Linked DNA regions of Mus musculus: regions 2, 3, 4, 5, 6 and 7 are each linked to region 1. The links are chromatin contacts, called in public Hi-C, HiChIP or PLAC-seq, Micro-C and promoter capture Hi-C maps. All regions are on one chromosome and are shown on one strand. Each heading gives the region's core, a stretch centred on a gene start, on an enhancer-like site or on the middle of the called end of the contact. The rest is flanking DNA. Distances are from core to core; before and after follow the strand shown.

What was found. Promoter capture Hi-C pulls out the DNA fragments that hold promoters and counts their contacts. A called contact is a pair of places that touch in the nucleus more often than the background predicts. HiChIP or PLAC-seq counts read pairs in DNA pulled down with a chosen protein or histone mark.
Region 2: a Hi-C map of CD4 T cells shows a contact between it and region 1, with 7 times the contacts expected there. The contact joins the promoter of Eif4ebp2 here to the promoter of Slc29a3 in region 1. A contact is called at or near these places in 2 of 39 promoter capture datasets (hippocampal neurons and liver) and 1 of 484 Hi-C or Micro-C datasets (CD4 T cells).
Region 3: a Hi-C map of CD8 T cells shows a contact between it and region 1, with 4 times the contacts expected there. The contact joins the promoter of Tysnd1 here to the promoter of Slc29a3 in region 1. A contact is called at or near these places in 2 of 39 promoter capture datasets (liver and pre-B cells), 2 of 484 Hi-C or Micro-C datasets (CD4 T cells and CD8 T cells), 2 of 115 datasets of contacts at active chromatin or transcription factors (memory CD8 T cells and pancreatic cancer cells) and 2 of 9 other capture datasets (adipose tissue and liver).
Region 4: a promoter capture Hi-C map of pre-B cells shows a contact between it and region 1, with 5 times the contacts expected there. The contact joins the promoter of Dnajb12 here to the promoter of Slc29a3 in region 1. A contact is called at or near these places in 2 of 39 promoter capture datasets (the C10 cell line and pre-B cells), 9 of 484 Hi-C or Micro-C datasets (B cells, CD4 T cells, CD8 T cells and 3 more), 3 of 115 datasets of contacts at active chromatin or transcription factors (bone marrow-derived macrophages, large pre-B cells and memory CD8 T cells) and 2 of 9 other capture datasets (embryonic stem cells and liver).
Region 5: a Hi-C map of B cells shows a contact between it and region 1, with 10 read pairs. The contact joins the promoter of Ascc1 here to the promoter of Slc29a3 in region 1. A contact is called at or near these places in 2 of 39 promoter capture datasets (the C10 cell line and pre-B cells), 2 of 484 Hi-C or Micro-C datasets (B cells and pre-B cells) and 2 of 115 datasets of contacts at active chromatin or transcription factors (memory CD8 T cells and microglia).
Region 6: a contact with region 1 is called in a Micro-C map of embryonic stem cells, with 2.7 times the contacts expected there. The contact joins the promoter of Ddit4 here to the promoter of Slc29a3 in region 1. A contact is called at or near these places in 1 of 39 promoter capture datasets (pre-B cells), 1 of 484 Hi-C or Micro-C datasets (embryonic stem cells) and 1 of 115 datasets of contacts at active chromatin or transcription factors (large pre-B cells).
Region 7: an H3K4me3 HiChIP or PLAC-seq map of bone marrow-derived macrophages shows a contact between it and region 1, with 6 times the contacts expected there. The contact joins the promoter of Ppa1 here to the promoter of Slc29a3 in region 1. A contact is called at or near these places in 1 of 39 promoter capture datasets (pre-B cells) and 2 of 115 datasets of contacts at active chromatin or transcription factors (bone marrow-derived macrophages and thymic regulatory T cells).

Annotation. Positions count from the first base shown.
Region 1 is chr10:60,750,395-60,754,495 of GRCm38.p6, forward strand. It overlaps Slc29a3 (solute carrier family 29 (nucleoside transporters), member 3), which reads right to left and starts at 2,388. Exons shown (of 6, transcript NM_023596.3): 1 at 2,340-2,388; 2 at 1-290. The coding sequence starts at 2,340.
Region 2 is chr10:61,451,224-61,455,135 of GRCm38.p6, forward strand. It overlaps Eif4ebp2 (eukaryotic translation initiation factor 4E binding protein 2), which reads right to left and starts at 1,446. Exons shown (of 3, transcript NM_010124.2): 1 at 1,179-1,446. The coding sequence starts at 1,323.
Region 3 is chr10:61,693,888-61,697,608 of GRCm38.p6, forward strand. Tysnd1 (trypsin domain containing 1) reads left to right here and starts at 1,627. Exons shown (of 4, transcript NM_027912.1): 1 at 1,627-2,855. The coding sequence starts at 1,684.
Region 4 is chr10:59,878,185-59,882,074 of GRCm38.p6, forward strand. Dnajb12 (DnaJ heat shock protein family (Hsp40) member B12) reads left to right here and starts at 1,399. Exons shown (of 9, transcript NM_019965.3): 1 at 1,399-1,626. The coding sequence starts at 1,494.
Region 5 is chr10:60,000,865-60,004,912 of GRCm38.p6, forward strand. It overlaps Ascc1 (activating signal cointegrator 1 complex subunit 1), which reads left to right and starts at 1,941. Exons shown (of 11, transcript NM_026937.3): 1 at 1,941-2,043; 2 at 3,931-4,048. The coding sequence starts at 3,955. Anapc16 (anaphase promoting complex subunit 16) reads right to left here and starts at 2,271. Exons shown (of 4, transcript NM_025514.3): 1 at 2,092-2,271.
Region 6 is chr10:59,949,755-59,954,019 of GRCm38.p6, forward strand. Ddit4 (DNA-damage-inducible transcript 4) reads right to left here and starts at 2,016. Exons shown (of 3, transcript NM_029083.2): 1 at 1,943-2,016; 2 at 1,563-1,818; 3 at 1-1,275. The coding sequence starts at 1,758. The coding sequence ends at 782.
Region 7 is chr10:61,646,864-61,650,962 of GRCm38.p6, forward strand. It overlaps Ppa1 (pyrophosphatase (inorganic) 1), which reads left to right and starts at 1,758. Exons shown (of 11, transcript NM_026438.4): 1 at 1,758-1,928. The coding sequence starts at 1,865.

The sequences.
Region 1 (4,101 bases), core at 1,138-3,637:
CATGTCCTCAGGGTCCTCCCCGGACGCTGGGCTGGAGCAGTTTCGGAGTTTATATGCCCAGTACTCCTTAGCAGTGACAAAGAAGTTCCAGGGCAGTAGGCCCCCAATTCCCAGGCAGAAGAAGATGATGTAGGCACCATTGAAGCGATCCTCTGGCCTCTGCAGGCCCGGGGCTGGGTAGTCTAGTAGTTTCCCCAGCAGGGCTTCCTGGTCAGCTTCTTGATGGTTACTCGGGGCTCTGTAGACAGCATTGGAGCTGTGGTATACATTGTCCTCAGAGGCAAAGGCCACTGTGTGGGCAGAGAGAGAGACACAGAGCAGGTGAATGAGCGAGCGAGCATGGAGGCTGGGGACTGATGCATCCTAGAAGACATCTCTCGTCCATGCTGGGTCTACCCTGTCCCCAAAGCCTGGCTGGAGAGCTTCCAGTCTTGGGAGCAAGAAGAAAAACAAAAATCAAACTAGAAGAACAGGCTATGATAACTGTAGTGACTTCCAAGGTCATTCCAACTATGTAAGGGCAACACAGCCAACACATTAGGCAGTGTGAACACCATTGCAGGTGTAGACTAAGGCAAGCAGTGCAGAAGGACAAGCCTGGGCTAAATGCATTTACATAGAAATTGGAACCTGGGTGGGAACAAGCATACCTTGGAAGGTACACAGAGGTCTTCCAACAGTGGGTGTTTTCAAGGGAGACTGGGACAGGGAGGGAGCATCCTTGTTAAGTCTTTTTTTTTTTATGCCTTTTGAATTTGAACAATGTGTGCTTGCTGTTCAATCAAGTTAGGCCAGGCTGTGCACATACATCTACAACCCAGTAACACTCTGGAGGTGAAGGCAGGAAGATCAGGATTCAAGGTCAGCCCTGCTACATATCGAGTTTAAGGGCTAACCTGGACTAAGTGAGACCCTATTTCACAAAGAAACCACTCCAGGACTTCAGAGTGCCAGCGACACCCAGTGAGTGAGCCATGACAGCCGGGTATTAGGTCCGGAGGAATATGAGGCTCAGAAAGTTCAAGCCACTTGCCTAGGTCACAGGGGCATGGATGATACAGTCACGCTGTCTGGATGCCCTGGGGGGGGGGGGGGGTTTCCCTAACCTCATCTCCCTCCCCCAACCCCCAGGGATAATCTGGGAATGTGACTCCATCTGCTGGTTCCAAGTCCCCATAGCCCTCCCTCTTGAAGGCTTCCTGCAGCAAGAAGCTATGAGCAGAGACAAACAAGGGGAATGCCCCTCATCAGCACTGCTGGATAAACAGATCCCTGACTATTGCAGCGGAGCCCTGGCTCAGGCAGGCCAGAGGTTCTACAGTGTCCTAGCAAGCTGAGCAGACCCCTCTACAGCCTTAATTCACACAAAGACCAAAGAGGACCATGCAAGGACCTAGACAGGGCCATCCATGCAAACGTGCTTTAAATTATTGTTTGTTTTTTAAATATAAACAGAATCTAGAGAAATGTTTCAGCAGTGAAGAGCGCTTGCTGTTCTTTCAAATGACCCGTGTTCAGTTCCCAGCACCCTAGTCAAGTAGCTCAGCTACTTTTAACTCCTGTTCCAGGGAATTCTATGCCCTCCTGTAGCTTTTGTGGGCACCTGAAAGAACTGCACATACCCACACAAAGGCACACATATGTACACGTATTTTCTTTTTTAGTGTGAAAGATAATCATGAAGCATCAGAGAACTGGCAAGGACCTGTTCCATTTCCAGAAGTTCAGGCTAGGAGGGTGGGCGCACGGCTCAGCGGCTCAGTGTGGGTCACCCAGACCCACACAGGTCTGAAGTCCCTTCTCAGCTACTGTGTCTATTCATCAAGGACTACTCAGCCTTGACCAAGCATCTGAAGTTGCCAGGGATCTTCTCTAACCAGGTCACGGGCGGTGCAGTGGACTGAGCAACGCCTTATTACTCTTTATAAAAGGTAGCTGTGGCTTTGGATGAATAGAGAAAGACAAAGAAAGGAGAGGAGGCGGAGAACCTCCCGGGGCCAAGCTGTCCCTGCCTCTGACTGGGGTCCTGGGGTAAGGACCAGTCAGAGCTGGAAAGGGTAGGAGTCTGGGGACTGAGAACATGTCTGGCCAGCCCGTGTGCCACGATGGCTCCTGTGGACACAGGCTGGGGTCCAAGAGCGAGCCTGGCAGTAGGCTAAGACAAGTCCTCGCTGCAGAGGCAGCTGTGGCATCCGATCCGGACCCGCAAAGCCTTCTGGATCTTTCGGGCCGACCTGTCCCCACACGCGGGACCAGAGAAGAGTGTGGAGGAGAGGCCAGGCTCAGCCTCGGGAAGGGAAGACCCAGCCAAGCATGGGGGCCGCTGCACCCGCACTTACTGTCGCTGCCGCTGCTACCTCCACCAGGTCCAAGGCGCTGGGCCACTGTGACCAGAGCTCAGCCAGGCCGGGCTCCGCCCTTGTCCTCCCAGCCCCGCCCTCCTTTTCTCAGCTCACCACGCCCCGTTCAGCGCTTCCGGGTTTGCCGACTCCTCCCTCTGGCCCCGCCCCCACGCGCGCCTCTTCCTGGCCTACGGCAGTAACTGCAGGCGTCCAATTGCAAAGTGAAAAAAGTGTGGCTTTGGAACAGGTCCTGCCTGACTCCCTATTGGTATCCACCGCCTCATTCCCTAGGGTGCCCCACAGCCCCCTGCTCCCCCTCAATACTTCCAGAGCAGGATGTACCAGCAAGATGAACTTGGCCTCCCAGCCTAGGTGGAGAGCCGCAGAGAGAGCTTGAAGCTATTTGGTGGCAGTGAGCGAGGCCAGAGTGAGCAGATTTGTGTTGGAGGGGCAATCCAGATGCCACATCTGCAGAAGAGAAACTTTTGGGAGACTCTGAGATCAAAGTTCAGGAGAGAGCTGAAGATGGCTCCTGTACAGCTCCGAGTGCAGAGTGGGGGTTACGGAACCGATGTGCTTTGTTTTTGTTTTCTTTTTGAGAGAGAGAGAGAAAAGTGGGGAACCTAAGGAAACACCCAAGAGTGGCAGAAGTTTGGGCTTCCTTTCTACCCAATCCCTTACCACTGGGGGGTGACTTCCTCCGCTGCCCTGCAGGGGACGTGTAGGTGTCACCTACCACCCGCACTTGGGAGGCTCTGGGGTTTAGGCTCACCTTAGCTACATAGTGGTCAGCCCAGGTTACTTGAGACCCTGGCGGCGTTAGGGTTGGAGTATACATGCCTGCGCTGTCCTTACAGATCACCTGAGGAGAGGAGGTAAGGACAGGAGGGGAAAAGAAAGAGGCAGAGTAGGAGTTGGCTGATGTCCTGCGCTAGACCAGAGAAAACGTGGGCACAAGCAAGGCTGGTGTGGGCCAGTCCCAGAGACCAGCTGGGGACTTACTGATGCCAAAGCTTAGTAGGCTTCTTTTCATAAGTGTGAAGGGGGAAAAAATAGAATTTTCTCTACCCATCATGGTTCCTAGTTGGCAAAGGATCCCTAATATCAAACACAGAAGAAAAACAACAGGCTTTTAATAATGTGTAACACAGACACACACACACTTGCCCACTCACACACATACACATGCACACTTTTAGACACACTCACATATATGTATACATGCACCCATGCACACATGTACATATGCACACACATCAGACATGCATACCCACATACACACGTGGGTGAGGCTCAGAGAAATGAGTAAATCTCAAAACATGGCCTAAATACCAGCCTCAACTGCAAGGGGAACACGTGAGGTCTGGAATTCGGCTCTGTGGGAGAGCAGAAGCTAGCATGCTCCAAGCCGTGGGCACACTCCCTACAGGGCACAGAGGAGGCAAAGGTTACCTCAGGATCAGAAAAAGCACAGCAAACAAGAAGGTAGCCTGGGCGGTTCTCCTTGTCTCCCTGTGTCCTTTGCTGTGATAAAACCCCGGAGTAAAACTGACTTGGGACGGAAAGGGTTAATTTCATCTTAGAACTCCACTGAGGGGAATCGGAGCCAAAACTGAAGATAGGAAGCTGGAAGCAAGAATTAAAGCAGACACCAGGAAGAAACTGAGGCTTACAGGACTTGATCTCTCGGTGGTAGAAACTCAGGAGTTAGGGAACTCCTGGAGGCAGGAACTGAGACAGAAGCCGTGGAGTAAAGTTG
Region 2 (3,912 bases), core at 196-2,695, 700 kb after region 1:
TTTTTTGAGACAGGGTTTCTCAGTATAGCCCTGGCTGTCCTGAAACTCCTCTGTAGACCAGGCTGAACTCCAAATCCGCCTGCCTCTGCCTCCCAAGTGCTGGGATTAAAGGTGTGTGCCACCACTGCCTGGCCTTGGAACTCATTATATTGCCAGGGCTAGCCTTAAACTGCCATTCTCCTACCCCGTCTTTCTGGAGTAGTAGGGTCACAGCCCTAACTACCACACACAGCCTTCTGGACTGCTGTCTCTTGGTGTTGGCAAGGTCCCCTTACTCTGTGCCTTCCAATTGCACAAGATTCCAGGATGGCCAGGCCCACTTTTAAGTGATTGGTTAGGAGTCCTGTCTCATGATCAGCGATCTATAGACTGTAAGGGCTGCTAACCAAATCTTCACCCTCTAGCTGAAGCCCAGCCCCCGGGGTCACCAAAAGAAGGCAAAGTTCTGAGATTAGGGACAGAAAGCCAGTTCCCTTCATGAAGGCACCGGAAGAACCCCTTCCAGGCTCCTCCCTCTTAGAGAACAGCCCAGAAAAGAGACAAACAACCTTTGCGCTTCCTCCTCTCGTGACCAATTCAACATACTTTATTTACCTCTTCTCCAGTGATAGTAAACGGATCCCGGCCATCTTTTGAAAAGCAACTTCAGGAACCTCCCTTTGCATCGCTTTTTTCTACAAGCCCTTTCCCTAGGATCAAGCAACCTAACCCGACTAGTGTGTGCTGTTTGACAAAGCACCTTTAAAACCGCTCTTCGAAAGCCCTGATCTGAAACCTGACAGCGCCTCTACCAAAGCCAACAACTTCTTGGATACCAAAGGAGCTATTTTACACGTCCCACTTGTGGGAGCTGGGGCTCCCCCAACCTTTGATGACTCCTCTAACAAAGTAAACAATGCTGTCAAAGGAGGCTAACACTGGGCGAGGCATGCAGAGTGCATGCCAGCCTCGTCTCGGAACTCTCGGCGCAGCCAGACCAGTCATCTTAGGCTTCCGCGCCAGGTCCGTCTCCCCGACTTCCCTCTCCCCAAAGCCCGTAGGACAGCTCCAGAGGCAAGCCCCGCTGCGCAGAATGCACGGTCTGCAGCACACCGTACGGGCAGCGGGGAGGAAGCTGTTGGTCGAGCATGCAGTGCCACGCGCCAGCCGTGATGGCGGGCAGGCCGGGCGCGGCTCACCTCCCGGCGTTGTGGAGAACAGCGTCCCCCCGGGCGTGGTGCAGTAGTCCTGAGGTAGCTGCGCGGCGTCGCTGATAGCCACGGTGCGCGTGGGGATGGCGCGGCTCTGGCTGGGCTGGTGGCTACCACCGGCCGACGCGGACATGGCTCCGACGCGGGCTCGAGGCTTTGTGCAGCAGCGGCGGCGGCGGCGGCGGCGGCGGCGGCGGGGCCGGGCGGCTCTGGCTCCTCACGCTCGGCTCTCAACTCGCCTGCTCTCGCCCGGTCGTCCCGCTGCGATACCGCTCCCGCTGCCGCCGCCGCCGCCGCCGCCCGGTCCTCCGGCCTCCGCCTGCAGCCTCAGCAGCAGCAGGAGCAGCAGCGGCAGCAGCGGCAACGATGACTACCGGAAGCGGTCGAAGGCGGGAGCAAGGGGTAGTAGAGGGAGGGACAATATGGAAGCCGGACGTGACGTTGGAGGGCGTGTCTGAGGCGAGTGGGCGGGTAGCTGGGGGCGTGACTGAGGCAGCCGAAGGCTAGAGGCAGAGGGTGAACCCGGAAATCCGGGAAAAAGGAAGTGTTGAAGGGTGGAGCCTTAGGGTGGGCGGGACTTTGAGGGGCGGGGCTGAGTTCAGAGGAACATAATAGACTCCCAGTGAAGCTGAGTGTAGGTGATTAAGGCACGCGGGAGGGGGGGGAAGCGGGGTGTGTGTGTGTGTGTGTGTGTGTGTGTGTGTGTGTGTGTGTGTGTGTGTGTGTGTGTGTGTGTGTGTGTGTGTGTGTGTGTGTGTGTGTGTGTGTGTGTGTGTGTGTGTGTGTGTGTGTGTGTGTGTGTGTGTGTGTGTGTGTAATTGTTTGTGGTGTGTAAGTGTGGACTAACAGTACTTTCTTAGGGCTTACTTCATATTCCCATCTATATCTAACCATTAAAAGTATAACTCGGGCTGGAGGGATGGCTCAGTGGTTAAGAGCACTGTCTTCTAGAGATCCTGAGTTCAAATCAGCAACCACATGGTGGCTCACAACTATCTGTAATGGGATCCGATGCCCTCTTCTGATGTGTCTGAAGACAGCTACAGCGTACTCATATACATAAAATAAATAAATAAATCTTTTTAAAAAATTATAACTCTGGGAGCCCACAAGATGGCTCAGCAGGTAAAGAAAGGCATTTGTCACCAAGCCTGCAGACCTGAGTTCCACCACCCAGAAGCCACAAGGTGAAAGGGGAGACCGACTCTCCCAAGTTATCCTCTGACTTCTCCACTAGTCCATGAGCACCCATCTGCCTGCCCATAAATAAATAAATGTAATCAAAGTTTTTGTTTGTTTGTTTGTTTGTTTGTTTCGTTGGTTGGTTTTTCGAGACAGGGTTTCTCTGTATATCCTGGCTGTCCTGGAGCTCACTTTGTAGACCAGGCTAGCCTCGAACTCAGAAATCCACCTGCTTCTGCCTCCTGAGTGCTGGGATTAAAGTCGTGCACCACCACACCCAGCTAATCAAAGTTATTTTAAGAAGTATAATTTTAATTGCTCATTATTAAAGGAAAGCAATGCGTACACGATGAACTAAGGGTTTAACCATCAATGACTCTGAGGAAGGGCTCAGTAGTTAAGAGCGCTTGTTGCTGTTGCAGAGCACCGAGAGGACCAGAGTTTAGTACCTAGCACACTTGTAGTGGCTCAGAAGCACCCATAACTCCAGTTCAGGGAATCTGACCTACCTTATCTTCTGATCTCTGCAACACCAGGCAGAGATGTAACATGATGTAACATGATGCATTTACATATATGTAGACAAAGCACTACAAGAAATAGCAGGATAAGCCGGGCATGGTGGCGCACGCCTTTAGTCCCAGCACTCGGGAGGCTGAGGCAGGTGGATTTCTGAGTTCGAGGCCAGCCTGGTCTACAGAGTGAGTTCCAGGACAGCCAGGGCTACACAGAGAAACCCTGTCTCAAAAAAAAAAAAAAAAATAGCAGGATGGTTAGGAGTGTAAGGTTCACCTAAGCTTCACAACTAGTTTGAGGCCAGCCAGGGATACAAGAGACTGTCTGAAAAACTAATGAAAAGAACAAGATGAGGAGACAGGTCCACTTGTAAGATTGCTTACTATGTAAGCATCAGGACTTGAGTTCAATTCCCATCATCCACATAAAAAAAAAAAATTTTTTTAAAGTCCAGACATTCCAGCACTTGGGAGGCAGAGGCAGGTGGATCTCTGCGTTTGAGGCCAGCCTGGTCTACTGAGTAAGTTCCAGAACAGGCAGGACTACACAAGAGAAACCTTGTCTTGAAAAGACAACAACAACAACAAAAACCCAAGGCCGTATATGAAGCATCCCCCATGCTGTGGAGAGCAGAGGCTGGGGTTATAACTGGGGCTTGCTGGTTTCCACCCCAGCTCAAAGTTCAATGAGACCCTGTTGCAACGTATCCTGGTTAGATTTTTTTTTCCTTAACTTGACACAAGCTAGAGTCCTCTGAGAAAGAAAACCTCAATCGAGACAGTGTCTTCATCAGATTGAGACCTTAGGTGATCCTGTGGGTGGTACATTTTCTTCTTCTTTCTTAAAATTTTATTTATTTGTTTTTGTTTTGTTGTTTTGCTTTTTAGTATAGAATAGAGTTTATTCAGGGGATGGGGAGGAGAGTTGAGAAAAAGTGTGTGTGTGTGTGTGTGTGTGTGAGAGAGAGAGAGACAGAGAGAGAGAGAGAGAGAGAGAGAGAGAGAGAGAGAGAGAGAGAGAGAGA
Region 3 (3,721 bases), core at 377-2,876, 940 kb after region 1:
AGAGAGTCTTAATTGCTAGGAAGTTGGGGAAAGTAGATCTTGTCATCTGTGTCTGCAAACCCAGGACTGCCTGCTCTGAGAATGCGCTTCATTCCAGTTCTGTCTGCCTCAACCGCTGTTTGCCCTTATTAGGTAGGTTTGTGACACAGGAGCACTGGAAGCATTAGGTGTGAGGCTGGGAAAGCAGCAGCAGTGTTAACTCCATTCCCAGAAGTCTCACTGAACATTAATACATCCTCTAATCCCAGCACTCTAGAGGCAGAGGCAGGCCGATTTCTGAGCCAGCCTGGTCTAGAGTGATTTCCAGGACTGCCAGGGCTACACAGAGAAACCCTGTCTCGAAAAACCAAGCCAAACCAAACCAAAAACCATTAATATACTTTAGAGAGATTCATGAAGTCTCTCCAAACATACCTGTTCATGCCCACCTGTCCTTGGAAAGTGAGGAACTTTTTAATACTATATTTTATGTGTACGTGTTTGCCTGCCTGAGTCATGAGTTCAGGGGACAGCAGATGCCAGACGAGAGTATTGAATATCCTGGAATTATAATTACAAGCAACTGTAAGGTACCATGTGGGTGCTGGGAACCAAACTAAGGTCCATGCTTAGAGCTGTAAGTGCTTAGAGCTCTTAAGTGCTGAGCCCTCCTCTCCAGTCTTGATTTTTACACTTGTAAATGGTGGAGGAGATGAGCTGTTATGAAATTCGAATTACGAGACTGGGTTATATGCTGAATATTTGGAAGTGATGATTTTATAGCCCACAAAACCTGAACTAGTTCAGTCTGTACTTTCAAAGTATTTGCCCTGACCTAACATAAATCCGGAGTGGTGGTTAGACATGTCGTGTGAAAGGTTGTATAATACATGGTTAAATAACCCATGGGTAAAGTAAAACTGTAATCCCTGGACTCTAGGGAGGATGTAGGCAGAAGAACTGCCGAAGTTCGATGCCAGTGTGGGCCAAAAAGTGGCACCCTGTGCCACTTTCAAAACAATTTATGTATTTAGGAATTTTAGTAACTGTCCTAGGAGCAATTTTGTGAGTCGCATGCCCCCTAGTGGATTGTTGTAGGATTTACAAAATTTTTTAAGTAGATCGGGGTTTGGTGGCTTGGGAGGTAGAAACTGGTAGATCCCGAGTTCGAGGCCATCCTAGTCTGCAGCTCGAGTTCCTGCACCAAGCAGAGAAACCCTATCTCGAAAATCCAGAATAAACACATGTATGTATGAATGTACGTACTGAATCAACCAAGGGTTCCCTTGGCCCATATTGTTCCACTGTCAAGAGACGGAGGTTGCTTACATCCGTGCAGTGGCTGTAGGGTACAGTTAGATGCCGGTCAAGTACGAGATTCGACTGGGGAGTGTCGCCCTTGTCGGTTTCCCTGTGACGCTTCACGTCTGTGTCTCAGGAGGTTTCTTTTCACCTCTTCCCCCGCCCCTCCACCCCGCCACCCCAAACCCAAGGATTCCTAGGCTGGCTAAATTAAGAGGGCGGGGAAAGGAGGATTAGCAAACGAGGAGTAGCATCAATAGCCAATCAGGACTCGGCGCTGTGCCCAACCAATAAGAGCGGTCGCTTGAGGTTTAGCCAATCGGGCTCGGCAAGGAGGCCTGAGTCAGAGTTTGCGCCAGTCGCCCTGTGGTGACAGCCGTTGTGCGACGTCTTGGGGAAGCCATGGGGCGGCAATGGGGACCCTCTATGAGAGTGGCGGAGCAGGCGGGCTGCGTGGTGAGCGCCTCGCGGGCCGGACAGCCTGACGCGGGCTCGTGGAGCTGCAGCGGGGTGATTCTGAGCCGTAACCCAGGCCTAGTGCTGTGCCACGGAGGCATCTTTACCCCCTTCCTGCGGACGGGCAGCGCGGCGCTGACCCAGACGGGCACCGCCTTCCTGCCGGGCGACAGTTGCAGCGATGACCTACGTCTCCACGTGCAGTGGGGACCCACGGCTGCCAGCCCTGCCGGTCGCGCGGATCAGGAACTCCCGGGGCTGTGCACGCCTCAGTGCGCAAGCCTGGGCCTCGAACCCGGCGCCCCGAGCCGGGCCCGCGCGCGGCCTCTGCAGCCCCCGCGACCAGCGCAGCTGCTGTTGCTGCTCAGCTGCCCGGCCTTCCGCTCGCATTTCGCTCGGCTCTTCGGGGCCGATGCGGTCGATCAATGGCACTTCGTAAGCTCGGCGCCCGACGATGCGGTTTCGGAGGAGGAAGAGGAGGACCAGCTGCGCGCGCTCGGCTGGTTCGCCCTGCTGCGGGTGCAGCGGGGCGCGGCGGCGGAGGAGAGGCGCGGACCGGTGGTGACCGTGGCACCGCTCGGGGCCGTGGTCAAGGGCGCACCGCTGTTGGCTTGTGGCTCTCCGTTCGGTGCCTTCTGCCCGGACATCTTCCTCAACACGCTGAGCCGCGGCGTGCTCAGCAACGCGGCCGGGCCGCTGCTGCTCACCGACGCGCGCTGCCTGCCGGGCACGGAAGGCGGCGGAGTGTTCGCCGCTCGACCTGCGGGTGCGCTGGTGGCTCTGGTGGCCGCGCCGCTCTGCTGGAAGGCCCGCGAGTGGGTGGGCCTCACGCTGCTGTGCGCCGCCGCCCCGCTGCTTCAGGTTGCCCGCTGGGCGCTCGCCCGTCTGCACCCCGGCTCCGCTTCCCTGTCTGTGCTGCTGCCGCCACCCGATGTGAGCACGCCACGGGGCCTGCCTCTGCGCGATCTCGGACCCCCGTGGGCGGCCGCGGCGGTGCTGGTGGAGTGTGGTACCGTGTGGGGCTCCGGAGTGGTCGTGGCGCCTCGCCTGGTGGTCACCTGTCGCCATGTGGCACCCCGGGAAGCAGCCAGGGTGTTGGTACACTCCGCTACACCCAAGTAAGACTCAGGACTGCCCGCCCTCACCAGGCCCCCAGTGTTAGAGACCTCAGTTCATATTTGACAACCAGGACTCCAGTGAGGGGATCTGGGCCTCTTGATAGGGCCCAGCGAAGCTTGAGCAAACTGCCAGGCACAAGCGACTCTTAGCGCGGGGACCCGTGGGACTATGGGCAGCAGCAGGTAGGACTGGGTGACTTTGAGCCCTTTAGCTAGCATGAAACTCTTTGGGCAGCTTTTCTGTCTCTTGGCTTTGCAGTTTAGGCCCTGTGAAAGCCCTTTGACCATAGAAGGCTGACCCTAAGAACTTCAACCCTGTAAGTGATAAACGAAAGCCCTGAGGTAATGATTGATGTGGCATACCTAGTGAGGGCTCCCTTAGAGCCTCACCAGGACTGCCTTGCCACCTGAAGATGAAGCAAGGTTGTCCTAATGAGAGCATAGGGCTTGGACCCATGCGGATGGATGTGAGTGACCCCAGAGTGTAGGTAGGAAAGGAACTTTAGACAGTCAACTTACTTCCTCTGTGGAGAGACACCTTTGCTCTCCTTTTTTTGCCCTGGCAGTAGGCCAGTGGCCCTGGCTTTCTGGCATGGTTGTCTATGGTTCTGTGTCCTCTGTAGCCCCAGATACTTAACTTAGGACCTTGGCTTTATTTAAGCTTGTCCCTTGCCTGTCAGCCCAGGCCTTTCTGAACTTCTGAGGTTAGCCCTGTATGCCAGTGAAGCTCAGCTCTGCCAGGGCCCCCATGGGCAGGCAACTGAACATCTATAGTTTCCTAGAGACAAGGAGGATTGCCTATGGTGTGCCCCCAACTTCTCCCTCTCCCTTCGATGGCTGATCTTAAGGACATCACTAGGTTTTTC
Region 4 (3,890 bases), core at 149-2,648, 870 kb before region 1:
TTGCCATTCCCATCGCCAATACATCCTCCCTATATCAAACATCTAATATTCAAACTTCTCAGAGGGAGTTCCGACCCAGCTAAGTCTCCATGGCAGTTCTCCCAACACTCACCCCTCCTCTTCCCCTGCCCACCTCCTTTCCAACCCTGCTCCATCCCTCCCTCTACCCCTGTGACTATTTCATTTCCTCTTCTCAGTGAGATTCAAACATCCTTTCCTGGGCTCTTTTTGTTACTTAGCTTCTTTGGGTCTGTGGATTGTAGAATGGTTATCCTGTACTCTATCTATGGCTATAATCTACTTATAAGTGAGATACCATGTTTGTTTTTCTGAGTGTGGATTATCTCACTCGGATGATCTTTTCTAGTTGTGTGTGTGTGTGTGTGTGTGTTTATATGTTTTATATGTTTATGTTATATATTTATGCTTTATATATATGTATATGTGTGTGTATCTGCAACTCGATGAATATATATTCACCGAGTCTCACTTGATTATAACAGCTGCTCTTTAACTTTTGTTTGTGTCTGTTTCTCGAGACAGAGTTTCTCTTTGTACCTTTGGCTGTCCTGGAACTCACTTTGTAGACCAGGTTGGCCTTGAACTCAGAGTCCTTCTGCTTCCCAAGGGCTGGGATTGAAGGCTTACACCACCATCGCATTGCACCCTTTAACATTCATTTGGTTTATTGTAGTTTCTTGTGAAAGACCATAGTGCAAGGGCTAAGAAATAGCCAGGAGATTTAGCCTAGTGGAAGTCATTGGCAACCTTCACTAAGTTGCTGTCACTTAAGTGGGAGGTAGGCTGAGCTGCATCCTGACTGGTGTGACTCTGTAGTGACTCCTGTAAACTCCTCCTTAATCCCCGCAATAACTCACAACGAAAATCCTTATGCGGAGCCTTTCCATCTGTTATTTCCTCCAGTCGAACCACCCTTCCTCCAATCACATGTTCCTGTTTCTTTAGAGTTCAGAGCCTGTAAAATGAGTTTCTGATATATTAAGCTATCTTAAATGGTAGCCCTCCCTTCCATCCCTCTACTTTTCGATATTTGCCTTGACTGTGTCACTATCTGAATGTTTCCGTTTACTTGACTTCTCCCCACCCACGAAAGCTCTGTGAGGACACGGTTTTGTTTTGATACCACTGCCACATCAGACAGCAGCGTCTGACAATCGGTAAACATCTGTACGATTCACAGATAGTCGGACTGGAACGCAGAGGCTACCACCCGAACGTGCGCGCACACTCAACTTCAGCATTTGCGCTCTAGAGCGCCCGCGCGTTCTAGCGCCTCCGAACCGAACGCCCCTTTCTTAGGAGACATACGGTAGGGCTTCCGCCCGGGTTCAACCCTCACTCAAATCCCGGGAAGGAGGGGCGGAGGGTTATGTCATCCTTCCGCGCCGGCCTGCCCCGCGACGCGCCGGCGGCTGGCGCAGCCCTTCGCTCGCCCGGCCTCCCCCTCCCTGGTTCCGTGCTCGGGTTCCGCCATGGAATCCAACAAGGATGAAGCCGAGCGCTGTATCAGCATCGCCCTCAAGGCCATCCAAAGCAACCAGCCCGAGCGGGCGCTGCGCTTCCTGGAGAAGGCGCAGCGGCTCTACCCGACGCCACGAGTCAGCGGTGAGTGGGAGGCGCCGCAGGGACCGAAGGGGGCATTAGCACGGATCGGGGGACCACGGGAACGGACCGACGGGAGCAGTTGGCGGAGGGGGGAGGGGTGGCGAGGCGCGGCTACGCCTGCGCACTGGCGCGCGCGGGTGCTGCTGGGATTCGTAGTCCAGCGGTGCCGCGGTCTCTAGGATGCTGGCCCCCTGGAGACCCCCGAGGGCCCGGCTCCCAACCCCTTCCCAGTGCTTGTGGAGGCCTCTGGAATGTGAGGTTTCTGGGAAGGAGACGCGCTGGGAGACCCGGTGAAGAGGACTCTTGTGGACGCGAAAGCGAACTACTTCTCCCAGAGGGCTGTTCGGTGGCTCAGGGCCACTGGCCGGCCTGGGAAATATTATAGTTCAGGAAAATAAACATAACTATTCTAAGGGAGAATGGGTTCTAGAGAGGGAAGGAATTCATTCGCTCCAATCAGAGAACCCTTAGCGAAATAAGACATTCCAACTCGCAGTCCTTCCTGCAGTCTCTTGAAAGCGGTGTTTCGGAGTGGATGGATTGTTGAAGATCCCAGTGTCAGCCACCCTATCCCACCTTCTTCCTCAGCAAGCCCGGGTGGCGGGTCTTATGGACTGCTACGGCTGCTGAGCTCCAGGTAGCTAATAGCCTAGGTCTGAGACCTCCCAACCCAGGGAGGGAATAGTGATCTTGTCTTCGCTACCCAATCGTCTCACTTTACCTGGTAACCTCCCCCTCATTTTTGCGTTTGTAACCGAAGTGACCAAAGAAAATTTTAATACCAGCTGGGAAGGAGAAAGACACAGGATTTGTTTCTGTGGAGTTAGTAAACTCTCTGACATGTAGCAGACTTTCAGAATTAAGAGACCCACATCTCATCGTGAGCTTGGGTTTCCCCATCTGGAAGTTCAGGAAGTTGGAACAGATAATGTATATAAACAAGAATACCCATAGTGCTTTTCTGTGTAGAAAGTTCTTTCTCGTGTGTTTTGCCACCTGATCCTGTAAAGTCAGGAAGACAGAACACCACCCTTCTATCTTCTCAAGATGAGGAACTAACTCATCGATAAGCGTCTTAGGATGTGACACAGCTAGAAAGTGGAAAACCCTGAGATTCCATACGTGTTTATTAAAATGAAATGAAGACGCAGCAGCCAGCCTCTCACCTTCCCTGCCCAGGTTTGGAGTGCTGACCTTAGAGGCAGCTGCGTTCCTGAACTTTCCTCCCTCCTGACTCTGCAGGTTGATCTTTGGTCTCTTTGCCTCTGCTAGGAGAGAGTTTCGATCTGCTCTGGTAACTGCTTCCCTATGGGATAATTCCCTTTTTATAAGTGGATAGCACCAGGCGGGGTGCAGACTGTCAGAATTCTGATTACTGCTGGTAGCCCAGGAGCAGTTAAGAAAGCTGATGAAATAGAGCTTTAGGGCATGGCAGAGGCCACCTGTGCTAGTTCAGGAATCTAGATAGGATGTCATTGCAGGGCTTGCTCTGTGTGTGTGTGTGTGTGTATTCATGTGTTCATGCTCATGAGCGGATAACTTGGTGGAGTCGGCTGTGTCTATCAAACTCAGGTAGTCAGTCTTGGCAGTAAGTACCTTCGCTGTCTGAGTCATCTCAGAGGCCCACGATTTGGATATTTGTTATATCTCTGATGGATAAAACAAATACCGGGCTGGTGAGATGGCTCAGCGGGTAAGAGCACACTGACTGCTCTTCCAGAGGTCCTGAGTTCAAACCCCAGCAACCACATGGTAGCTCACAACCATCCGTAGTGAGATATGACACCCTCTTCTGGTGTCTAAAGACAGCTGCAATATACTTACACATAATAAATAAAAATCTTTTTAAAAAAAATAAAAAAAACAAATGCCTCATGCACTTAAACTTAACAGCAACCTCGCCTAAACGGACAAGGATGTAAGGCTAGTTTAGGCCCAGGAAATCTTAGACGGCTGTCTACACTGAATGTTTAGCTAGGAGTTAGATGGTTGCAGGTAGGGTGATCCATGCCTGTGACTCCTGAGGCAAGAGGATTGCCTCAAGTCTGAGGTCACCTGGGCTACCTAGCAAGACCTTATCTTTATCTAGAGAAAAGTAAACTGATGTTGAATCTCTTTGTTCACTGCTTGATGCCGAGTGGCACAGCAGGATTGGCAAGATCTGCAAGGATGCAGACTTCCAGGGAAGAAGGTTGCAGGGCAGGCGATAGCAGGAATCGAACAGAAAGAAAGACAGAGAGGAAGGAAGGAAGCAAGCGAGCGAG
Region 5 (4,048 bases), core at 691-3,190, 750 kb before region 1:
AAGTAAATCTTTTTTTGTTTGTTTTCGAGACAGGGTTTCTCTGTATATCCCTGGCTGTCCTGGAACTCACTCTGTAGACCAAGCTGGCCTCGACTCAAGAAATCCGCCTGCCTCTGCCTCCCAAGTGCTGGGATTAAAGGCTAAAGGCGTGCACCACCACTGCCCGCCTACATTAAGTAAATCTTCAAACAAGCACTGATGGTAAAGAAGTGCCTGCCTAGGTGTGTACCCTGGCTTTGCTGCCTGCTGCGAGACTGGACAAATCAGTTGCCTTTTCTGTCCCTTAGATGCCTCACCTGTAAGCTGGAGTCAGTAACAGTGGAGCCTACCCCGAGGAAGAGTTATGAGGGTTAAATAAGTACAGCCGAGACAAGCAAATCAGCCCGGCCTGGCCCGCAATCCCAGATCCCGCTGGCTTGGCTTACCGAGTGTTGGAATTACAGGTGTGCACTGGCACATACACTTTTCCCTATGCACAATCCAGCTTTTCACTTACGTGTAAAGCTCCCGGGAGGGAAGGGTCTGCTCGGGAGGCAGGCAGTGTGATGTTACGCACTTCACACATCCTAGCGCTGGGCTACACTCTCAGTCAGCACATTCACCTCATGATCTTATAAAGAATCTTGCAGTGGGGCTGGGGAGAGCTACATGGAGTAAGTGTTTTCACTGGAGGGGTTGGGGAGCCCTTCAAGTCACTTACAAGCCTCACAGGTGTGGTAGCTGCCTGTAAACCCAGCCCTTGGGAGGCAGAAGATAAGCGATTCCCCATAGCAATGTTGTTAGCTAGGTTATGGGGAATGGGAATGTTCTGGGTTCAGGGAAGCTATGAAAGGCTAAGGAGGAAGACAGCAGACACCAGCTTCAAGCCTGGGCCTGGGGATGTATTGTGAGGTGGCTAGAGTGTTTGCTTACCCAAGTGTGAGGCACTGAAAAGGATCCCATGTCGTTGGAAGGAGAAAACAAACTACCTTTGTACCCTGGAGGCATCTTATAAAAACCCTTGTCACAGTGGCTCCTGGATGAATGATTTATAAATACGAGGTCAGCCGGGCGGAGGTGGCCCACGCCTTTAATCCCAGCACTTGGGAGGCAGAGACAGGCAGATTTCTGAGTTCGAGGCCAGCCTGGTCTACAGCGTGAGTTCCAGTACAGCCAGGGCTGTACAGAGAAACCCTGTCTCGAAAAACCAAAAAAAACCAAACCAAACCAAAAAAACCAAAAAAAAAAAAAAAAAAAAAAACCCCACAAAACCAACCAACCAACCAAAACAAACAAACAAACAAACCGAGGACAAAAGCAATCAGCTCAGTAGAGGCTGCAGGGGACCGAGACAGTTCCAGTCATGACTCTTTCTGCATGGAGTATTCAACCCTGTCGCTCAGGAGACTACCATCCTCATAACGAGGCACTCAGTGAACTTTTGTTGAATGATGATTATCTGGAACTTGGCCCTATCAGGGAAGCTGTGGCTGCTGCCAAGCAGAGGAAACGCTCCTAAGAAGCGGAATGATAGTTTGTGGGGCACAATATGGCTGGCGTGGTTAAATACTTACTTTGTGTACGACAGGGACGACCTCGCACTCATAAACTTTCCGCTTATAGTCTTAAAACAAAACAAAACAAAAAAAGAGATCCTCCTTTAAAATAAAGCCCAGAACAAACCAGATGCTTATGTCGATCGGGATCCAAGTGAGGTGGCTAATTATGACACCCGTTGGGTTCTACTAACAAAAATCACTAGGTGTCCCACCTAGACAGACGGATCACCACCCGCAGCACCTAGCTGCGGTAGCTCTTTCTAGGTGGGATGAAGAAGCTCGCGGGAGAGGGGAGGAGCCAGCACCCTAATCCTGGCTACTCCAACTCCACCCAGGTACGCTTCCTACCCAACAACTCGGGGAGGAAGGGAAGGCTTGCGGCCGGCCCACGGCGCAGGCGCCAACCCGCCCCACGCATGCTCAGTCGGATGACGCTGCCTTTGCATACGGCCGGCGCGGGCGAGCCTCCAGGGTCTCTTCCTACGCTCCCAGTTAGTCCTGGCAGGTAGGAGCGTAGGGGGGAATCAGGTCTGGAAGGTTCTCGGCCACTTACCTCAGCAGCTTGTGCACTTTGACTGACAGCCCCGCCCCTTGGACGAAGCCGTGCGGCCTCGCTCGCCACGACGTAGACGGCGGCGTGCGCGCGCCCGCCTGAGCTGTGGGAGTTTGATGGCGGTGCTGCGCCTGTCCCTGCGGCGGTGAGGGCTAGAGGGCGGTGCTAGCGCGCATGCGTGGAGGGGGCGGAGCCCGGCTGGGCCAGACCGAGCTTTCCGAGAACACTTCCGGGTCGCTGTGGCTGCCCCGCCCCCTTCCCCGCCCCAGTCCCCCGCAGTTTTGGTTTTCTTGCGTTGGTGCTGTCTGCTCCGCCTCTCTAGCGTAGGATGTTCAGCGTTTGCTTTTTATGTGAGAATTGCACGAAAGCATATCCACTTTTCCCTCTTCAAACACCCATGACCCAGGGCTAGTCCGCTCTCCTCCTTCTGCGCAGTCTCTGCCTGGAGCTGCTCAGGAAAGGTACCACTGTGGCTTCGTGCTCAGTGCTCACACTTTGTAAAGGCTCCTTTTCGACAGAACGTGGTTTTTGAAGTGGGAAGGGATGCTAAAGGAGTAGCACACCAGGGTGGCGCGGCACAAGACTGTTAATAATTGCATCCCCCTGCCAACGTTGATTTTCTGTTTTCTCAAAGCACGAACCCTCTTCTTGCGTCCTGCAGGTGGCTGCGGATTAGCGACTTGACTGAGGGTTGGGTCAAGCATTCATTTGGAAGGGATTGTTAGGCCTTCTTTGGTGGAACTTGTTAAGTACGTGAACTTGTAGCCGCAGCCATCTGGGATGGGAACATGGGGTAGTTTATCAGGAGCCTTTAATTCCGAATTATTGATTCAAGCGTGAAGCCGTTTGTTGTGTTCTGGAGGCAGTGGCCTCGGGAAACTGTTCCTTCTCAGTACTGTGTTGGTCCGAGAACTGTGTTAGTAAGTCATATTTTAATTGTACTGTGATAGGGAAATAAATCTGATTGGAAGGTATTTATTTCTAGCATCTTTAAAACGGCTTACCTCTCTTCCGCGGGTATTGTACCGATGGTTCCTCAATGCGTTATCAAACTGGATACGATAAAATATCATACTGGATAGGGTGAATGAAGCACTCTGCTCATACTTAGGTGGCTAGCAAGACCTCACCCCCTATAGGTTAATCAGACACCTATACAAGAACTTACACTGGTGAGCTCATGGAAAGCGACACTATTTTTGCTTAGGATGTGCTGTGAACTGCCCAGTTGAGGCCTACATAATGGAGTTTTTAATTTAAATTTCTTATTACATTTATTTATTTACGAATGTAGTCTGTGCATATGTTACCTGCCTACACAGCAGAATTTTTTTTTGTTTTTTTGTTTTTTGTTTGTTTTTTGTTTTTGTTGTTTTTTGGTTTTTTTGAGACAGGGTTTCTCTGTATAGCCCTGGTTGTCCTGGAACTCACTCTGCAGACCAGGCTGGCCTCGAACTCAGAAATCCACCTGCCTCTGCCTCCAGAGTGCTGGGATTAAAGGCGTGCGCCACCACGCCCGGCTAGCAGAATTTTTTAAATTTAAAATTTTATTACATTTATTTATTTAGTCTATGCTACTTGCCTACATAATGGAGTTTCTTTTAACTTAATTTTTTATTACATTTGTTTGTTTATTTCCATATTTTGTCTGTGCGTTTGCTACCTGGCTGCATGTGTAGTCCAGAGGACAACCTGCAGGAGTCAACTTTTTCCTTCTGCCGTGTGGGTCATCGGCCTTGGGAGCAAGTGCCTTTACCTGTTGAGCCATCTTAGTGACCTAAGTATTCATTGTTTAATTAAAAAAAAAAAAATTAAACAAAAGGGCACTTTCTTTTTCAGGACTTTCCTGGAACGTCATTTGTCATGGATGTTCTACGCCCACAGATTGTAACGTTCGATGGACGGAATTATAGAAAGAATCCCATCCAGGAGAAACAGTACCAACATGAAGAAGACG
Region 6 (4,265 bases), core at 766-3,265, 800 kb before region 1:
TAACTTCATGTAAACAGGTTCTAGATGGAAGACCCAGGTGGCACTCCTCTGGGAAAAGAGGGTTCCAGCCCCCCACCCCCACCCCAGCCCCTCTCCTCACAGTTGAATCCTCCAGTACATGGGCACCGGGATGGGCTGGCTGCAGCTCCCAGGTGTAATTTTGTTTCAAGTGTCGAAGATCCCGAATGATCCTAACACCCACCCCATTCCTACTCTTACATTCATGCAGTCTGTAAGATAGCTGCCTCGAACAGGTCAGTAGTGAAGCGCCGATCCCCACCCCCCAAAACCAAGATACAAAACAAATGACAAAACACACTAGGTCCTTTCAGACCAGAAGATACACAAACTGTCGGCCACCTCCCCCTGCCTCCCCCCCAGCCCCCAACCCCCAGCCGGGGCAGAGGCCAGTGCAGACCAGCTGCCCTTCTGGCTCTGGCCCACAACTGCTGTTGTAACTTGTCAGTAATAAAAAAAAATAAGGTACATGCTACATACACATCCAGCCAGAAGCCTGTGTGACTCCTAAGCCTTTGTTTCATGCTACAGTACTGAGGGGCGTGTGCCCCAACAGGGAGCCACCTGCATACAACCTAGAGACTTCCTGGAGAACACTTCCTTCCCCCACCTGGCCCTGCGCCCCTCAGGTGGCTATCGTCAGTTTTCTAACACAGGGGACAGTCCTTCAGTCCTTGCCTGCGGGTCTCCACCACAGAAATTCCTTGTCTTCACTTTGGGGGGCAGTGAGAAACCCTCCCCGCACCCCACCCCAGGATGTAGTTCAACACTCTTCAATGAGCAGCTGCTCGGAGCTGTAGAGTTTCTTCTTGATGACTCTGAAGCCGGTACTTAGCGTCAGGGACTGGCTGTAACCAGGGACCAAGGAAGAGTTGGCAGAACTTAACAGCCCCTGGATCTTGGGCCAGAGGCGAGAGTCCAGACGCAGCACCAGGGTCAACTGAAAGGTGGGCACCAGGCTGGGGTCGAGGGCCAGCTGAGCCACGCTATGGCAGCTCTTGCCTTGCTCCACACACACGTCCAGCAGTGCCCCCCGCAGGCCGCACGGCTCACTGTATGCCAGGCGCAGGAGTTCCTTGCCCACCTGGCTCACCAGCTGGCTCGGCATGAGCAAACGCGCAGGGCGCCGCGAGCCCAATCGCGCCTGGGACAGGCTCTCCTGCAGCAGCTGCATCAGGTTGGCACACAGGTGCTCATCCTCGGGGTCACTGAGCAGCTCAAAGTCGGGCAGGGACACCCCATCCAGGTATGAGGAGTCTGGATAGAGAGAACACAGGGAAAGGGTATTGTATTAGAGCGCCTTCCACAGGAGCTGTACGGGCGGGGGAGGTGCAGTTTGCCTAAGCAAACAGTGTCCCTTTCCACTCCGTGCCTCAGTTTCCGCCCCGCAGTCTTGTCTTCTAACCCTAGAGTAATCTGTTTTTTCGTGCTGGGGTGGGAAGCCAAGGTGGCTTTGAGCCGATTCAGCTCGCTTCGTACCCACCTCCCGGGACCCCTCCCACCCCCCATCCCCGAACCCAATTCGGCCCCGGCTGAGTGCTCACCTTCCTCCGGCCCGAAGCCACTGTTGCTGCTGTCCAGGGACTCGCAGTCCGAGCTCTCCAGGCTCGCGCAGCGGTCAAGGCCCTCTTCTCTGGCTGCAGACCCCCAGGCGGAGCGCGGCGGCCGATCAGCGGCCGGAGTTCGAGACGAGGACGAAGAGGAAGAGGAGGACGAGAAACGATCCCAGAGGCTAGGCATGGCGGGGTCAGACGCCAGGACGCTGGCTGCTAAGGTCCGAATGAAGGCGCACAGAAGCCGCTGAAAGACAAGAGGGACAAGGATTTGGCGTCAGTGTCGGCGTTGCACAGGATTGAGGGCTCTGAGGCCCCAAGAGCCGAGGTCACTCCCCGACAAGATGTGCACACCCGGGAGGGACACTCACCAGCTAGCGCGGTCAGCGAAGATTGCGGACAAGAGCGCTCTGCCTCTCGAAGGGTGAGCGAACTGGTGCCAACCCCCGATCGCTGCCCGGACCTGTCCCTTCGAACCCTCTCGCACCTCCCCCCTGCCTGCTGCGATCCCTAGCACCAGCGAGCAGCAGCCTATAAGGGCTCTCCCGGCGAGGCCACGCCCCCTCCAGGTCGCAGCCCAATCGAGACCCGGGAGTGTGGCCCACCTCAGCCAATAGGCACCGGGCGCACGTTCGCAACGTTCTCTCCTGCCTGGTGACAGCGGCCTGGCCCCGCCCCCACGGAGCCCCAGAACGCTCCCGGCCGAACCCCTCTCCCCTCGCCTTAGCTTCGGCCACACCCCCTTTCTGGAAGGGATCCGAGGCGGCTTTCAGCAGCTGCCAAGGTCCCTGAGGGCGCTCGCGGTAGGGGAGGATCAAGGAAAGACTTGTTTATTATAGGGGCGCGTTGCTGGGGGAGGGGACGGCCCGTGACTGCACTGAAAAGAAGAGTTGGGGGACCTGGTGCGGCTTGAGCAGGGGAGAAAGGTACCCCTAGCTTCTGGGAGCCCAAGGGCCAAGGACACTACCGGGCGCACAACTGGATGCCCCATGGGACCGTGGCGCGGCGGCAGACGTTACTCCGTTGTCCCATGAGCATCAGTCCCACGCTGTCTTTGCTTCTGACACGCGATGCACTTTTGGTAATAGGTCCAAAGACAAGGCATCTCAGGGCCATCGGCTCCCACGTCCCCTCATCAGTGTTCCTGTTACTCTGCAGCCCCGGGGGAGCAGGGTGTAGGTTCAGGAGGACATCAAGTGCTTGCCAATTCGAGATTGTCCTCTAGCAGAGGGTTTGGGTAGGAGTTAGAGTTCACGGACTCCGATTCTTAGCGCCTGGTCCACGGCCAGGGAACAAGGGCTCACATCAAACCGACACAGTGACCCACCCGCAGGCCTTAGGGGGACAGAACACTGCAGGGCCAAGTGCCTCCCAAACCCACTGCGGCAGAGCCCCTGGCGTCCGCCGGGTCCTAGAACCCCTCCCATGCTTTGTGTTAAGGGGGGGAAAAGCGGCGGATCGGGGGTGGGGGGTGGGGTGGCAGGAGAATTCAATTCAATGGAACCCAGGACCGAGGTCTTTGGAAAAGTCCAAATGCAAGAGCCATATGGGGTTTCATCATTCAGGCGAGGCAACAGGAAATATAGCCTGGCAGCGATGCTCTAGGGCTGATAGCGATTTGTTTAGGGTAGGAGGAGATTCAGTCGGACTAGACCTGTTTTTTTGTTTTTTTTTTTGTTTTTTTTTTTTATAAAAAGGTTTGTTAATGTAGGACACTGGGACCCTGATGGAAGAAAAGACCAAACTTACATCAGACACTCTGGCCCGGCGGGCAGGAACCAAACCAGATCAGACAGGCAAGCATCACATCGCTACAGGGCAGGTTTGCTTTGACACATGACACTTGCCAGGGAAGTCAGGCCACTGTCCTTTCCAGCCCCACCCCCACTGCCCAATTTCATCTTTTGGACGGAGTTTCACGGCTGGCTGGCCTGGAACTCCCAGAGATTCTCCTGCCTTTGCCTTCCTAGTTCCAGGATGACAGTGAGTCACGAAGCATAGCTCCTACCACCGATATTTTTAAAATTAAAATTAAAAGCCTGACTTTTAGAACAGCCAGGTCTTAGAACTGCAAAAGGATGGGAATCCAAGCTCTCCCACACGTACTCTCATTTTACAGGTGGGAGACACATGGTCAGGGCAGTGGTGGCACACGCCTTTAATCCTAGCACCTGTGAAGCAGAGGCAGGCAGATTTCTGAGTTCGAGGCCAGCCTGGTCTACAGAGTGAGTTCCAGGACAGCCAGGGCTACACAGAGAAACCCTGTCTCAATAAACCAAAAAAAAAAAAAAAAAAAAAAATCACATTTATGGACACACCCCCCTCCCCCGCAGGGGCGTGCGGTGGGGGTAGGTGGGGGTAGGCTCAGACTAGGAGACACAGTTAAAGACAGCTGCAAAATAGAGGACTGCTTGCCCCTGGAGTTCCCAGGCCTAAGAGCATTCTTTCCTGACATTTAGACTTGCCACTTGCTAGGAGACATCGGATAGGGTGGTAAGATGAAATGCTTCCGCGAGAGCAGGTGACATCATCCTGCAATGCCTTTCACAGAGGTGGAGAGGGCTGGGGCCCTGCGTGAGTGAATCTTCCTGCTGCTGCAGGGGAGAAAGGAGAAAAAGAAAATCAGCTGACCAGCAGGGCACCCATTCCTTCAACCAGGCTGAGCCTGTTTACATAGACTAAGGACATGGGTCT
Region 7 (4,099 bases), core at 508-3,007, 900 kb after region 1:
TGGCTACTTTTTATTACCAGTGTGGCGCTTCTGTCCACTCAGTCAAAGATGAGAATCAGGGTTTTCCCAAGAAAACTGTTTCTGTCTATTCAAAGACCAAAAAGATGACAAAGGGACTCAGTCAGAGCTGCAACCTCTCACATATTCCCAGATCTACTTATTATTATTCACTGTACAGAGATTCCTGCTGCTTTCATGTCTACACTGTACTGCCAACCAGGCTATTACTCTATCTTTCTTTCTGTCTTTTTTTTTTTTTATTGCCTTCATGTTCTGAAACACTGTGGTGTTGTGTTCAAAAGTTAGTGAGTTGCCTTCTGAAAAATTAATGGGTGTCAGCAGAGTGAGCAGCTGGAAGGAGGGACAAGGAGGAACACGGACTAATGTTAGATTTATCGTTACCATTTATTTATTTATTTATTTATTTATTTATTTATTTATTTATTTATTTATTTTTGAGGCGGGAGTCTCATGTAGTCCAGACTGGCCAAGGATGACCTTGAATTCATGATCTTCCTACTTTTGCTTCTCAAGTGCTGCAGCTACAGGTATACACCACCGTGCCAATTTAGAAATTAACTTTCTTAGGCTTCCACTTAATACGTGGTTTATGCATTCCATTTATATATTAGAGATTGTTTTGAAAATAGTTGAAAGGAAACTGTCTTTGAGATAAATAGTTAAGAAATATTTTAGAAAGATATTCTGTCTATCATAATTTAAAATTTGCTTTTTAAAAAAATGTGGATAATTTCCTGGGTTAGATTTGTCTTATTTTTAAGATAGTCTCATACTGTAGCATGGGGTGGCTCAGAACTCACTACGTAGCTCAGGTTGGTCTCAGAAAGTCAGCGTCCTGAGGTCTGGGGCTACAGGTGTGAGACGCTATATGTGGCTTATAATTAGAGTTGTGATACACAAAGACAGACAGACACACACACACAACCTTATAGGACTGTGAAAGTTCCCAACGTCCACAGCACACTCTGAGGGATACAGCCTGGACTTCAATGGGTGGTGCAATAGAACTAGGAAAACAAGCTCCGAGAAGCTACTCCTGAGAAACGTCCTCAAGGGGTTCTGTGCACACTCCTGGGTCTTCCCAGAGCTTCAATTTCAAGTCCCAGTGGATCTGGAGTGGGGAGAGAAATCTGCGGTATCTGGGGAGTTCAGGAGTAATCAGCTTGAGTCTGGTCCAAGCAGAACCCACCCAACAATTCAGATGAGAAACTGAATCAGGGAGATTAGTAAAAGCAAATTTGTCCATTGCCTACCACTTGGGAAAACATTAGTCACAGCCTATAGTTTTCAGAGCCCAGTCAGCCAAACTCTCAACTTTAATGAAGATGGCCCTGGGCCGGGGGTGGGGGGCTGGTAGCACACTCCCAGCTTCTGGGAGGCAGATGAAGATCTATGAGAAACCCAAACAAGAAAAGACAAGACTGCCTGGGGAACAGGTGGCTTATCAAGGCCTTCCGAGATAAGGAACTGCTCTGCAGGACCTGAGAGAGAGAAATCAAAGGTGAGCGACCCGCAAGCCTCAGGAGAGTAACCAGCGTTCTGTCCCAGCGGAGCCGCCAACCCGCAGTCCGCTTCCAGAGGGCAGCCGGCGCCTGCCACGTGGCCCAGGTTGCGAACCGGGGGCGGGGCGTGAGGAGGCGCGTCGCGCAGAGTGCGCCTGCGCGGGTGGGCGGGGCGGGGCAGGGTACAAGGCGAGCCCCACGCATTAAAGGCACGGCGCCGGCGACCGGCGGGCCAGCTCGTGGTACGCAGGCGCGGGCTTTCTCCTCCGTACAGCGGCTCCGGGTCTGGGCTGTGTGGTTGTGTGGCTGTGCAGCGGCGGCGGCGGTGCATCTCCGACACCATGAGCGGCTTCAGCAGCGAGGAGCGCGCCGCGCCCTTCACCCTCGAGTACCGCGTCTTCCTCAGTGAGTGGCGTGAGGCCGAGGGCCGGGTCGCCCATTCATTCCAGAACGAGCGGGCGGGCGGGCGGACGCGTCCCCTTCCCTCTGGCGGGCGGCGGGACCAGCGAGGGCCGCCATCCCAGTGCCCACCGCGAGCGCTCCCTCCACACATTCGAACTTGGGCCACATGGGGAAAGGAAACCACTGAGTCACCCTTAGAAGGTGCCCGGAGGTGATACCGACCGCCTAAGAGGATTGTCCTCAGGATCGCCGGCTGGAGGACAGAGATTTCCTCAAGACCTTAATTCGGTGCCGAACAGGATCGAGTCCTCCCCGGTGTTGTAAGAGATGGGAAACTGAGGCCCAGGTCTTCCCGGCACTAGCCTTATTGTGGTGAGGCTTCTCTGAAGCCCTGATGGCCGGGAGTGCTTCTAGGAAACCGAAAGCTTTGCCTCCCTAGACAGACAGGTGACGTCTAGCTAAGGACCTGGTGGGAGAACAGCCAGGTTCTTAACCCTGGTGCCGGAACCCACTAGTTACCCCCGCATCCAACCCCTGCCCTGCACTCAGAAAGGCGGAGTCGATCGGCCTTCCACGTGTGTCACCTTTTCCTGATAGGTGCTTGCAAGCTACCTGGGTTTCTCCTGGAAGCCCTTAGCTTGTAGGTATATACATACATTCATGGTGCTAACAGAGGTTTGCGATGCTGTTAGCAAAGGCCCTTCCAGTTTGTAACCTCTTTGTGTTTATTTAGAAGGGATGGGCAGCAATCTCAGGACAGGGCAAACAGACATTCCTGAAAGAATGAACAGAGAGTGCCTAGCAGAAACTTCGCCATGGAAATAGTGTTGGCTTCAGGTTTTTCAGTGTCCTTTAAAGTGACCCTTTGGGTCACTGGGAATTGTCTTCAAGCTATATGTGCAGAATAAACACACTGCTTTTAATGTATTTAATGTATTGGTGGTAAGTATTTGATGGTTGTGGGTAGAGAGCAAAGCCACTCCTTGACTTTGGATTAGGCTGAAGTCTATCAAATGGGCTCTCTGGAACTTAAGAAACACTAAATTTAGTACCACTATGTAATTTAACTAGTTCTCGCTCTTTGCACTTTTTAAAAAGGATAAATTTCTGAGTATTTTTTCCACTTTTTTTTTTTTTTTTTTTTTTTGAGGGTGGTGGTGGGTGAGGCCATAGTGTTTTCCCGTTTAGCTCAGCTTGGTTTTAAACTTGAGATCTCCTGCTTCAACCTCCCAAGTACTAGGATATAGATAGGTTCAGGCATCACACCTGACAGCATCCATTCTTAATAGAAATAATTATTTAAAATAATGTTACATTTTCCAATCTCTTTAAGACAGATAAAAAAAGTCCAGTTTGAGCAGAGGACAACTATGCATACAGCCCTAGACAAAATAAACTTAAAATCCCAGCATTCCCGAGGCAGATACGAGCAGACCTGTGAGTTTGAGTCCAGCTTGGTCTACAGAGTGAGTTCTAGAAGAGCCAGGGCTACACAGAGAAACCCTTTATTAAAGGCCTGCAGTGGGCTATGCCTGGCTTATATTACTTATTTTTTGAGGCAGGGTCTTATATATGTAGCCCAAGGTGGCCTCAGACTCACTATATAGCCAAAGAATGACCTTGAATACTTTTTTTTTTAAAGATTTATTTATTTATTATTATATGTAAGTACACTGTAGCTGTCTTCAGACACACCAGAAGAGGGCGTCAGATCTTGTTACGGATGGTTGTGAGCCACCATGTGGTTGCTGGGACTTGAACACTGGACCTTTGGAAGAGCAGTCGGGTACTCTTACCCACTGAGCCATCTCACCAGCCCGACCTTGAATTCTTGATTCTCCTGCCTCCACCTCTCCAAAGCTTAGATAACAGGCATGTGCCACCAAATTGGGCTAAAATTACTTTTCAGGTATGACAGAACATAGAAGATATATCATCGTGACTAGATCATTCTTTAGGAAAGTCATAGAATTGAAGTAGGTCTGAATGGTCCCATAAAATAGCATGGATTCTTAAGCTAGTAAGTTGGTTGGCCTCTTTCCTTCCCTGCAGGTAGTTCGCTCAAGTTTTGTAAGCAGTTAACTGAAACAGGATCAGTCAAAAGCAATTTGATCGTCTTTTATATAGCAAGCCCTACAGAGCTAGAGGTGGGAGGAATTCAGCTAAGTCCTGAA